Regions from separate parts of the Mus musculus genome. Here regions 2 and 3 are each linked to region 1. Evidence: chromatin contacts called from public Hi-C data. All regions are on one chromosome and are shown on one strand. The core of a region is the stretch at or near the end of the contact, and the rest is flanking DNA. Distances in the headings are between cores, read along the strand shown.

Region 1 (4,334 bases), core at 1,350-3,849:
CCTCTGATGGCACAGTGAAGGGCTAGCAGCAGGTGCCTGGAGCAGCCGCTGAGAATCCACATGTTCAACCACAGGCAGGAAACAGAGAACATTAACTCAAAATGGCATGCCCCTGTGAAACGCTAAAGCCCCCAGTGACATCCTTCCTTCAGCAAGGCCATACTTCTTAATCCTTCCCAAACAGCTACCACCTGGGGAGCAAGTATTCTAATGCTTGAGAGAAAGAGACCACAACATGTATTTTCTTTACTTCTTGATTTAAAGATTTTTTTAGGTAGGGGTGGTGGTACATGCTCTTAATCCCAGCACTCTGGAGGCAGAGGCAGGCAGATCTTTGAATTTGGGGCCAGTCTGGTCTACGTAGTGAGTTTCGGGACAGCCACGGCTTCATAAAGAAACTGTCTCCAAACCAAAACCAAAAACCTGTTTTTTAGTTTTATTGTGTGTGTGTGTGTGTGTGTGTGTGTGTGTGTGTGTGTGTGTGTCTGAGTGTATGCCACAGAGATAGTTTTGTGCTAGCTCTTCTGGGTCTGGAGTTATAGTTAGTTGTAAGCCACAGGACATGGATGCTGCAAAGTGACCTCAGGTCCTCTGGAAGAGAAGCAAACATCTTAACAACCAAGCTCCCTCTCCAGCGTACTTCCTGATTCCTAGGGGTTCTTTGTCCTCCCTGGAATGTTTCCATGAGGAGTGAGCAGGTACACAGCCTATCCATAACCTGTGCCTTGTTTTCTTTGGGCATCAGGTATATTCGGTTTATGAAATCCACCGAGACGTTCGCTTACTGTGTGTGCACTTTTCTGTACCTAATACTTACAAAGTGATGTTCTTGAAGAAGGTGGTTCAGATCCTTCTGTTCCTAAAATGAGTCAGTGGCAGAAGAAAGCAAGGTGTGAAGCCCTATTCCAGCTGCCATGGAGAACACCATGGCAACCACGTGGTTCTAGACTCCCATTTCCAGTGAATACCTGAATAAAGTGTGGGCTCTAGTTACACTGAATGCACTGTGACACTCCAAAGGAGGGAAATTCGGACACACACTTACAATGTGGATGAGCCTGCATGACAGAATTACTGAATTAAATAAGTCAATACAACAAATACTGTATGGCCTGGAGAAATGGCTCAGTTGGCAAGAGCATAGTGTGCTCTCGCATAGGTCTCAAGTTCCATTCTTACCGTGTGTCCTGGGTGGTCACTACTGCCTGCAATGCACTCTCCAGAACGCCAGATACTCTCCTGTAGCCTTGGCAGGCACTGCATGCACCTGGTGCTCAGATATACGTGAAAAACACCAGTGCAAACAACAGATGTTTAAAAAGCAAGCACACAAAAACAGTGGTGTTAGTGTTGGTAACACATATCCTGAAAATTGGAAGGAAAAAAAAGTGGATAGCTTCTAGGGACAACCTTGGAGGTTGGTGAGCTAGCTTCTGGCCTCTACATATGCACCATACAAACAACCACCCATACACCTGAACACACCACACACACACACACACACACACACACACACACACACACACCACACAGACGAGCTATCTTCTGGCCTCTACATATGCACCATACAAACAACCACCCATACACCTGAACACACCACACACACACACACACACACACACACGACTTAAGTTCTTGTTTTAGTTTTAGTTTGTTTGTTTAAGGGGGATTGGCCTGGAACTCACTTAATAGCCCAGGCTGGCTTTAAATTTGCAGCATTCCTCCTGCCTCAGTCTCTCATGAGCCACAATACTCATCATAAAATTTTTAAAATTTGTTTCCGACTTGGGAAAAAAATATATATATATAAAGGAGAGAGGCTTTCTTCCCTGACTTCCTGCCAAAGGGGCTTCTTCCTTCCTTTTGTAGGATTTATTTTTATTATTTGTGTATGCCACCTGTGCGCGGGGCAGGGGTTGAGGGTGGGAAGTGTCCTCTGGGACGCCAGAAGAGGGCAGAGTTGGAGCTGGAGTTACAGAATGCTGGGAACCGAACTCCAGTTCTCTGGAAGTGAGGCAAGCGCTCTTGTTGCACCATCTCTCCAGCCCCGTCTTCCTCATTTATCTTTACTCCAACCTGTTTGTTCAAAACCAGCTGCTAGAATGAACTTTGCAGTGACTCTGAGAAAGAACTTGGACTTCTCAGTCCTTGAGAAATCTGAGGAAGCTCTGAAAACTGAAGAGAAACCCACTTCCCAATTTCTCTAGTGTCAGAATATGGAGGTCCTTTTTTCCCCTCCAGCTACAACATAGAGATGACTACTATGGGAGTCCCTTTAGGTGCCCGTTTAGTGTCGGCTGGCTCCATTCTGGCTGTGATCCTGAACAGGAAAGGTGTTTTGTTTTGAGGAAGCAAAGAGCATCAATAGATTTGCTTATTGCGTGAAGAAGATATGGAGAGGAAACAGTTGGCGTTCTAACTTCCTCAACTGCTGATAGAGATAACCCGCCAGGCCTCCCACTCTGGGGCGTAAGGCGTCGCAGGAGCAAGACCTATGCAATTCTCGCAAAAAAGTCCCGAATGACCGCGTCCATCACGACTACGCCCCGCCCCCCAGAGGGCAGCTATAGCACCAATCATCAGCACGCAGGGCGGGCTCAGGGGAGGAACCTGCTGTTGCCCCAGCAACAGTCGGGGCACCCCAGGAGAGCGAGGCTGCGGATCTATCTACCTCAGATCTCCCTCCGCCTGGAAGGGCCCGGGAGGGGAGCGAGACTAGTCTCGACGGCGCCCGCAAAGAAGCCCGTGAACTACCATCCCCGAGGCAGCTTTCACTTCTAACGGTCAAGTACGCGGAGGTAGGAATGACGCATGCGCTACGCCTACGGGCAAGGGTAAAGCGGCCCTACACCCGAGACGAGACGCATGCGCCTTTTGAAGCTTGGCTGATCTGCCGCGAAGGGGCGGGGCCTTGCACATGTGGGCGGGGCCACAACCCTGGGGCGGGGCTTTCTAAGCGTCTGAGCCTTGGTTTATTTATTGGTGCAGGTTCCCACACCTCTGGGAGACTTCCCCATTTTTCTTGGGCTTTTCTGGGGACGTGGCTTGTATCTGTGATGAAGGCCACATTGTCAGTGGGTTGGTGGAACTAGCTTAGAATCACAGTGCTGTTCTTTATGTGATAGGCTTCAGTTTTCCCAGCTGTCAGATGGAAATAATACAGTTACCTCACAGGGTTGTGATTGAATTTTTCCTTTCCTAGAGCCATGGCTGAAGTGCACGTGATCGGGCAGATCATAGGGGCCACCGGTTTCTCGGAAAGCAGCCTCTTTTGCAAGTGGGGCATCCACACAGGTATCCTCCTCACACCTTGTTCATCTCCCAAACAATACCCAGCTCCCTCCCCTAGCCTAAGTCTCCATGTTCCTTCCTCGATTCTCCAATGAACTCATACTGTTTGCTTCTCTTTATCCTTGTCTTTCATGTTATCTCACCATCGGAAAACATAGCCCCTAAGCATATGGGGCTGTGACATAGAAAACACGCGCGCACACACACACACACACACACACACACACACACACACTTCCTGTCCTCAGGCCAGTAGACAAACTAGGTGTGCTTATGCATATCTGTAATTCCAGCACCTAGGAAGCCTTCTATTACAAGTTTGGGGCCCTGTCTCAAAGAAAAGAGCACAAAATATATACAAGATTATTGTAAGTTCTAGGGAAAAAAAGAAAGTGATGTGCTGGGGGCTGATTTGGGATGTGGAGGTCTGAGATCAGAGAAAGCCTTTCTGTGCAAGTGGCACTTGAATTGGGGGGCAGGAGGAAAACAGCCGGAAATGGGCACCCAGTAGCAGACGTTTCAGGGCAAAAGGAACAGCCGCTGCCAAGGCCTTGAGGCAAGGGAACAGGATGGGACCAGTGAGGCTTGAGGGTGGGGAGCGGCAGTGGCAGATGAGTGACAGGATCCAGGTCACACATGGGCCTTCGTGGCAACAGTGAGGAGTCTGAAAGCTTCGTGTGTGTGTGTGTGTGTGTGTGTGTGTGTGTGTGTGTGTGTGTGTGTGTTGGGAGGGGGCAGTTAGAATCCCAGAGAGCAGATAAGGTGAAGGCATTGCCCAGAGCGTTTAGCAGAGCATCTGGGGTGTAGTGCTCAGTATGTGGGCACTGCTTCTCCTTGCTCCTCACTGGGGTTGTGATGTGCTCGCAGATGGTGCCCAGTCTCTTCTTGGTCTTTGACGGAGGCTTCTGAATGTGGGGTGCATAGAGGAAGGAAAATGCTGGGGATCTCGTCACCCGGGGAGCGTAGGTCATCCTTAGCTACGACAGAGGTTTGAGGCTAGCCTTGGCTATATGAGACCTTGTCTTAAGAAAGGAGGCTCTCTG
Region 2 (4,334 bases), core at 732-3,231, 9.1 Mb before region 1:
AGGAGACTGGTGTTGAAGATGATCACTTTGACAGGGACAGCAACAGTAAAGTTCAAGACGATTCAAAACTATGTAGACAAATGGACAGCTCCAAAAGAGAGGAAAGAGCACCAAATAAAGAGAATGAAGGGGAAAAGCCGGTAGAAGAAAAGGGCAGAATGGGCAGCGTGTGAAGGATCAGGGTCAGAGTCATCTAAAGTGCAGAGAAACACCAGGAGCAAGGAAGACATAGGCAGCAAGTCCTAGGTGTAGATGAACTTACTGGTGATGGGTTTGTGGGGAGAGAGAGCAAATGAATGAAGCAGAGCAGAGGGGCATTGAAATAAAGGTGGGAAAGAGAGGAAACTCAACGAGAATAGAGGTGCAGAGAGAGTACAACTGAGTAGTCAGGGTTAGGGCAGAGGTCTGCTAAAGGAAATGGCAAAAATGAGACACCCTAAGGGACAGAAAAGGGGGTAAAAAGAAGAGGGCAAAAAGCCAGGCACCACAGGGGAGTGCATGCAAGATCAGAGCGCCTGCACAGGGGCAGAGTTGGCAGGCAGAAGGGTCTGGAAAAGAGGACAGGGTCTGAATGGCAAAATGGGAGCAAGCACTGAGAAGGGAAGGAAGCGAGCAAGGCGCATCAGAATCTGAGAACCGTAGGAGAAGGAGCTTAGGGACATCCTAGGAGGTGCAGAAGGTTCAGTGTTGCGACCCGGCAAAATATGGGGCAGTTGGGCCCAAATACAAGGAGGAATTATGTCCAAAGCCAAGACCGGGAGGGCAGTAGAGCAGTGCCTGTATCAACAGACCAATACGGATCTCCACGGAGGTGGAACCGCAGGTCCTAAAGGGACAGCTCCTGGGGATGCAAGATGTTCTACCGCAGGGATAATAACAGTAAATAGGCCAAAGAAGGAGAATGGGGATTTCCTCCCAAAAGTGATGCTAGCAGAAAACAGGTAAGGTAGAAGGGCCACGGATATTCAAAGTGAGCGTCAGAGGGGATACTGAGGGGTCAATGAGGAGGTAGACTGTCCCAGGAGCACAGCCGACTCCAGGAGGTGGCGAAGTAGGTATGACTGGGGGTCGGGGTGGGGGAGGAAGTGGGAAAGAAGACGGCTCAGAATTGGGAGTCGGGTATCTCGAGTGGAGGCTGAGAGACACCGAGATCCTTCACCGGGTTTGGTGGGGCGTGTGTGGAGGCAGACGCCGGGATTGCAGGGCTGCGGGGACACTAGCGAATAGGAAGGGCAAGGCGGGCCGCGCGGGCCGGGCCCGGGCATGCAGCGGCCGGGACGCGGGGACCGCGGGGCGCTGGGGGGGGCGCTCCCACCCCTCCCCCTCCGGCTCCTCCATTGTTCGCGGGCTCCGGGCCCCGCGGTCCCCGCCTTTCCCCCCACCCTTGGATCCCGCAGCGGGGCGGCGCCCGGCGCCTCGCCCGTCCCCACATTCCCCTCCGCCAGCTACGAGACACTTACCAGTCTCGGGGGCGCACTCAGCGCGGCCCCGGCCTCCGCGATCCCAGCCGCAGCGACGGCGGGCCCGGCGCCATGTTCCCCTAGCGACTCGTTCCTGAGGCGGCTGAGGCGGCGGTGGCGGCTCCGGCGGCGGGGGGCCGGGCGGACCCTCCCTCGCGGGCTCCCTCCTCCGCCTCCTCCACCTCCTCCTCCCGCCGCGCCGCGGCTCTCCCTCGGGGCGGGGGGCGGGGAGGGGAAGGGGGGAGGGGCGGGAACCAGGGGGAGGGCGGACCAGCCTCGCTCGCTCGCTCGTTCCCTCCCTCCCGCGCAATGGCGGCGGCGGCGGCGGCGGCGGCAGCGGCGTTGTCGCCTCCTTCCTGCGGCCGCCGCGGCCGTGCGCGTACTGGAGACCCTCTCGCAAGTGCGCGTGCGTTTCTGAGGGGCGAGAGATGCTGGGGCTGGGGTTGGGAAGTGGATAACGGCCCTGTGGGCCGAGCGCACCGCGAGGACCGTAGGCCGGGAGGACAGGCACGCGCGGACACCGAGGGCGCGAGTGCGCGTGCGCGCCTGAGGAAAACGCCGCTACCTCAGCGGCTGCGGCGCCAGATTTACACAGCGCGAGGACGGACACCCGCGAACTGGCACAGGAGGGCGCGGGGTGGGCTGAGTGCGCGTGCGCAGAGACGGCTGCAGCCTGCGAAGCCACCGAAGGGAGGGAGGAGCCCGCAAGGGGGGCGCGCACGGCGTCGCGCGTTCCAGGCTGCAGTACCCGCCGCCCCTCCCCACACCGCGCCGGCTCCAAGAGAAAGCCATCTCTGAGAGGCTTGGCCCGGCTCGTGAGGGCGGGGACTTAGGGCTCCATCCCGCTCGCGCGGGACCTCACTAACCAATGGAAGGCAGAGGGAGGTGGGTTCGCCTCCTGGAGCCGCAGCTTCGGGATAACGGAGGGGGTTGGGGGGACAGACGTAACGTGGGGTGGCGAGGCGGGGCTGTGAAGGAGGGAGCGTACCCAGCGAGTGAACCAATTGGGCGAGGGAAGGGGGCGTGGTCCTTCACAGCCCAACCCAGGCTCGCCGTTGGCCAGCCCAAAAGAGTGGGCGGGGACAGGGGGCACGTGCTCTTTCCCGGGCGCTGAAGAAAAACCTGTGGGCCAGGCGCGTTGATACAAGTTACTGGTGATTTCTCCCAGTGCTTGGTCTCGGGCAGAGGAAGGACAGGCCCTGCATTGCAGCCCTAGTCTCCCAAGTCAGCATCGGGCAAATGACAGCAAACCACATGTCACTTTGGGTGCTTGCAGGGGGAATGGTGATGTAAGAGGGCTCCCCTCTAACTCTGTATTCCTCTGGGAGCCCTCCGGAAGGATGGATTGTGAAAGACAGGCTTTCCCGGCGCCTCACAGAGTGTGGAATGCCTGAAGGAAGCACGTGTTTCCGATCCAGCCTTGCACTTCTTTCCAGGCTTTTCATCTGTAAAGTGGGATAACAATACTGAACTCCAAAGGGTCGCTTGGAGAATCGAATGAGGTATAATAGGCCCTATGGCCACGATTCATGGTGGGAATCCTCGAACTACTAGAACCCAGTAAAATATGGGCGATCTCCCTTATACATTAATATCTATAATAGCTGATGGATTACTCTTAGCAGAGGATTACCCACAACAATAGAAAAACGATGAATATATATTACGCTGTAATAAGAGAAATGTGGATGTGACCCTCCTAGCCACCGGTAACTGAAACATCAGAAAGCAACAGGGGAGTTAAGAGGGAACTACTGTGTCTCTAAATGAGGGTGGGGTGTAAAGGAGTGACCTACACGTATTGAGTACGCAGTAAGCATTGCTAAATAAAATTACATGGGCTCGACCAAATCCAGCAGCCAGAACTTCATGAAGTCAAAAAGGTCATGCTGTGGGTGATATTCCTGGAGTCTGCTTTAAGGTGGTTAAGGCAGCCAGTATGTATGTCTCTTTTGGCTCTCTACAAAGGCAAGAAGGAAAAATCAATATCATAAAATTTTACAGTGGAAACACAGTAATGAATTTTCATATTCTGAAAAAAAAGTTTACATGTGCTCAAATTTTAAAACACCCCAACAAATGAAGCCTCTCATTAAAGTTTGTTAGGAGGGCAGGTTCTTGTGGTGTGGGCTGAAGAGATCAACAGTTAAAAGTGGGTTCCTCTCCCATCTATAAAGATCATTACTTGGGGCTGAGGACAGAAGTCATTGGTAGAATGCTTGCATAAATACACAAGGCATTCGGTTCCATCCTAAGCACAGAGTGTCTGGAGTAAACTAAAGTTAATTTTGTTTTCTGTTTTTTGAGACAGGGTTTCTCTGTGTAGCCCTGGCTGTCCTGGAACTTGCTTTGTAGGCCAGGCTGGGCTTGAACTCAGAGAGATCTGCCTCTCCCTTCCAAGTGTTGGGATTAAAGGCATTTGCCACCATGCCTGGCTAAAGATAATTTCCATTAACATTTTTCTCACTAGCTATCCTGGCTGCCCTGGAATTTACTATGTAGCTTAGATTGGAATTGAATGTGTGACTGTGTCTGCCTCTGCTTCCTGAGTGTTGGAAAAGAATGATGTTGGAGTTGCACAAAAGAACACAAGAACAAAGCAAAAATAACTCAACCAGACAGTTTATCATTATTACTATTATTATTGGTTTGCAAACTCAGTGTTTGCAGGGAGGTGTAAAGATGGATCAGAGGTTAAGACCACTGGCAGTTCTTCAAAGACTCAGGTTATATTCCAGCTCACAACTGCCTGAAATTCCAGTTCCAGGGAAAATGATGCCCTCTCCTGGTCTCCCCAGAAACTGCACAGGCATGCGAGCAAAAACACCCATGTCTGTAAAAATAAATTTCAAGAAAAATGTGTCTGTGTGTGCG
Region 3 (4,334 bases), core at 653-3,152, 6.1 Mb before region 1:
CCTGGTCTACAAAGTGAGTTCCAGGACAGCCAGGGCTACACAGAGAAACCCTGTCTCGAAAAACAAAACAAACAAAAAAGAGAGTAGTAGAAGCAGAGAAAGGCAGAGAGAAGTAGAGAAGTAGAGGCCAGCCATGACCACGTGGAGAGAAGGGGAAAGGGAATGGGGAGAGAGGGGAGCAAGGGAGCAAGATGGAGGGGATGCATCAGCCCCTTTTATAGTGAGCCAGGACTACCTGGCTATTGCCAGAGAAATGTGGGGGTGGAGTACAGACAGAGTACCAACAGACAAAGCTTGCAAAGTGGGTACACTCATTCCCTCTCCACGGGGGCTCCTCCAATCCCATTTCCTACAAGCAGGTGGGCAGGGGCTGTGGGGGTTGCTCACCTGTGGTCCTGGAGACCGTTAGTGACAGGGAAGAGAGGTCACTGGAACCTGTGAGATGGAGACCTGGATTAACAAACAATGCAGGACCAGAGACTCTGATGAGCCTGCTCCTCTCTCTGGCTTGGTCCCTTGAATAAAGTCCCTCCTCCTTACCGAGCTCAGGTGCAGGCCAGCCTTCTCTAACTCCTTTTTTTTTTTCTTGGTTTTTCGAGACAGTGTTTTTCTGTATAGCCCTGAGCTGTCCTGGAACTCACTTTGTAGACCAGGCTGGCCTCGAACTCAGAAATCCGCCTGCCTCTGCCTCCCAAGTGCGCCACCACAACCGGCTCTTCTCTAACTCTTGAAAAAAGTTCTGGCTTTTCGTTTCTGCCTTTGACTCCGCCAATCATCACTCAATATCCGCTACTTTCCCCATTAAGGTGGGACTTGGAGGACTCCTGATGCCTCAGGAAAACCCCCGTCTCCGTTCTTCCCTCAGGGCGAAATCCGAGCCCCAATACTTCGTCACTGGAGAACTTTCCTCTCCCCCATCTCGCTGCAGGCCCCGCCCCTTTTCAATCCCATCGTCAGGCCCCGCCCTTCGTTTTCTAAACAGGCCCTGCCCTTTCCCTAGACCTGCCACTACGCCCCACTTTCCCCCACCCCAACCCAAGGGTAAGTCCCGCCCACTCACTGAGCCACACACCTCTTCTTGCTCTTGGAGCCTGACCCCGCCCCTATTTCCTGTCAAGCACAGTCCTGGATCCTCCTCCTCGAGGTCAGGCACCGCTCCTCCTTAAATCTTGAAGCTGGGCCCCGCCTCTTTCTTTGCCTCTAAAGGCCTAAGCCTTGCGGGAGAAGGGTCCCCCTTGTTTGGAGAGAATAAAGCCACTTCCTCGAATTAGGCTCCGCCCCTTACTCCTAAGAGCAGCCTCACCCACTCTGTAAACCAGAAGCCTCCTCTGAGTTTGCCCCGCCCCTGTGTGTATGGCTCCTCCCCTTCAGAGTTATGCCCCGCCCCTCCTCTCGACCGCCGCCCGGCCCGCCCCCTTCTTTGCCTCAGGCTCAGGCCCCGCCCCCTTCTCACTCCTTAGCGGGACGCCTAGCCTGTATCTCCCCGGCAAGACCCTTCACCATCCTCTACCTTCTGCCTTATCCCTCGCGCAGTGTCCCCGCCACCCTTGTACTCTCCGCACCGAAGCGCGAATCCTGCGGAAACCCGCAGATGACTCCGAGCGCCCCGAACTCCCCGAGCCCGAGCCCCGCCCCAGAGGTTCCACTCTGCTTACCCAAGGCCCCTAGCTCGGGCGCGGACTCTCTGGCAGCGCGGCGACTCGGCATGGCCCGGCCCGTAGGGACCGACAGCCCGAAGGCCAGCTCAGGGCGAGCGCACACGAGGGCAAGCCGGGCAGTCGGACAGCCCGGTCGGCTGGGACGATCACCGGCCGGGCAAGCGGTGCAAGGCTAGGGCCGAAGGCCGGGCTGGACGCACGGCGCCCGGGGCTGCGGGGGGCGCCGGGCCGAGCGGGCGGCGGGCGGGGGCGGGGCGGCGGAATTCCCCGGCGCCGCCGGCCTGCGCACCCATTGGCTCGTACCCCTCCGTGACGTCACGTCAAAGGGAATGGGAAAACCCCCGCTGCTCACGTGACTGCGGGGGCGGGGTCGGCCGGGAAGCGAAGGCTTGGCACTTCGCAGGGTCCGGGTGCGAGTCGCTGCCCATTGCCTTGGCCAAGACCACTGAGGTCCGTCCGGGTCCACTTGCGCCCTACCCACAGAACAAGCTGAGAAATGGGCATTCCATTTCCCCTACGAGGGCTTGAACCTGCTATCTTTCAGGCTGGCAAATGAAGCCAGGAGTGGGAAGTTAGCAGCCATTGATAATTTGTTTGAAGTAAAATTTACATAGGGTCTCATCTTGCCCAGACCGATGACCTTGAACTGCAGATCCTTTTGCCCCCATGGATCCTTCAGATTCGTCCCTCCACAGTGCTGGGACGACAGGCATGAACCACCACCTAGTCTATGCAGCACTGAGTGTTGAACCCAGGGCTTCATGAATACTGAGCTACAGTCCCAGCCCGTTGGTGATATATGGCACCTATAACCTATAGAAACCTATAGAAACTTGTATGTTCCATTCCCCTTCTATCATAGCATGTGTGATCAATGATTCAAGCAACCTACGCATAATTAAGCACTTGCCATATGCTGCAGCCTGTAATGAAAACTAGGGTACAGCATTACTAAAACCAGGCCCACTTCTTGCTCCAGAGGCAGAAAACTGCAGCAGTGAATGATGTGGCACCGGTATCTACTGTTGCACACCAAAGCAAAGAGCATTGTTTTGGTTTTGCTATGTAGCTCTGGTTGACATTGAATTCATGATAATCCATCTGCTTCAGCCTGAGTCCTGGGGATCCCAGGCACCTACCATCACGTCCAGCTTAGAGCAAACCTTTTCTTGCAATGAAAGACATTAGGCTCAGGCTTTGAGAACCAAATGGTCTTAATTTTCAAATGTGCCATCTTACATAAACAGCCAAGGACCAGAAACAGGGATGTGGCTATGTTCTATTAGAACATAATTTGATAAATATAGAAATGGGAATATCATGTAACTTTCACACTGAATCATATTCTTTTTCACTTTGTACCAGAGGGAAATGTTCCAGTGTCATAAGCAAGCCCAGGAGTGGACATCTCCCATAGAATAAGCTTGCCAGTCACACACACACACACACCAATCACTGCTTTCCTTGAGGTTTTCCAACTGTAGTGCTGAGGATGTGGCTTGTGATAGAATGCTTGTCTAGCATGTATGAGATTCTAGGCTGTGTTCTCAGCAGCACACAGAAAGATATTGTAGCCACAATATGCCCATTCTGGACAGACAGAGGCAGGAGATCCACTGACAAGTAGTGAGTTCCACTGCATAGCAGGCCCTTGTCTCAACGCAAACCAACAAAATAAAACAAAAAAGAAGGGGGAGAAGAGGGGGAAAATTGGGCTGGTGGTGTGGCTTAGTGGTAGAGCACCTGCCTAGCATGTTGGAGGACCTGTGTTGATTGCCTGGATCTGAGACACGACTGTGAATTCAAAAGCAAAACTGAGAGCCAGGTATGACAGCTCACACGAGTAACTTAAAACACTTGAAAGTCTGAGGCAGGAAATCACCACGAGTTCTAGGCCAGTCTGGACTACTTATAGCAAGACCCTGAATGAAAAGACAAGCAATCTCTCTCAAGAGAGTTGTAATTGGAAGGTCCTGAATCAAATATCCTGTGTTCAAATACTAGGTTTCCTGGACAATTATGCAATTCCAGGCAACTGATTTCACCACTCTGGACTTGAGTTTCTTAACAGGATGGCTTTAAAGACTTAAGGAGGTAGTCTAGTTGACTCTTGACACAGGTCTTCCATGCACCTGCACTATTCAAACTACTAAATACTTGTTAGGGTACATACACCAGGCTGGCCTCTGACTCCTGAGTACCATGATTAAATGTGTGTGATCCCATGGCCAGCTGGGAAAAAAAAAAACAACTGAGTTTCTCATCTGGAGGTACAGAATATCACAAACTTCAAAGAGCTGTTGTGAACACACACACACACACACACACACACACACAGCAACAATGCTGGACACTGTTCTCAAAGTTGGGGACAGTACATGGTGCATCCATGGTGTTTTCCATTTTTTATTCTTTCAAACAAGGTGTTAAATAGCCCAGGCTGGCCTCAGACCCAGCTTCTATTTCTGGTTGTGAGCCTAGCCTGTAACAGAGGAGCCATCTCTCCAGCCCCTCAGACCCAACTCAAAGCAGTGAGGATGACTTTGATGTCCTGACCCTTCTGCCTCCACCTCCCAAGTGCCAGGATTACAAGTGTGTGCCACTATGCCAAGTCTTGTTTTGTAGCCCAGGCTAGCTGAAAGTTTTTAAATCTGGATTGACCTCTCAAAATCAAGG

The links. A called contact is a pair of places that touch in the nucleus more often than the background predicts.
Region 2: a contact with region 1 is called in a Hi-C map of B cells, with 5 read pairs. The contact joins the promoter of Arhgap35 here to the promoter of B9d2 in region 1. A contact is called at or near these places in 2 of 484 Hi-C or Micro-C datasets (B cells and embryonic stem cells).
Region 3: a Hi-C map of B cells shows a contact between it and region 1, with 6 read pairs. The contact joins the promoter of Relb here to the promoter of B9d2 in region 1. A contact is called at or near these places in 1 of 39 promoter capture datasets (cranial neural crest) and 1 of 484 Hi-C or Micro-C datasets (B cells).

What each region holds. Positions count from the first base shown.
Region 1 is chr7:25,678,181-25,682,514 of GRCm38.p6, forward strand. B9d2 (B9 protein domain 2) reads left to right here and starts at 2,600. Exons shown (of 4, transcript NM_001362154.1): 1 at 2,600-2,798; 2 at 3,203-3,294. The coding sequence starts at 3,207. It also overlaps a transcript of Tmem91 not described here.
Region 2 is chr7:16,613,012-16,617,345 of GRCm38.p6, forward strand. It overlaps Arhgap35 (Rho GTPase activating protein 35), which reads right to left and starts at 1,982. Exons shown (of 7, transcript NM_172739.4): 1 at 1,461-1,982. Gm29443 (predicted gene 29443) reads left to right here and starts at 813. Exons shown (of 3, transcript NR_136928.1): 1 at 813-941.
Region 3 is chr7:19,627,536-19,631,869 of GRCm38.p6, forward strand. It overlaps Relb (avian reticuloendotheliosis viral (v-rel) oncogene related B), which reads right to left and starts at 1,903. Exons shown (of 12, transcript NM_009046.2): 1 at 1,656-1,903; 2 at 388-435. The coding sequence starts at 1,707. Clptm1 (cleft lip and palate associated transmembrane protein 1) reads right to left here. Exons shown (of 14, transcript NM_019649.2): 14 at 4,045-4,334.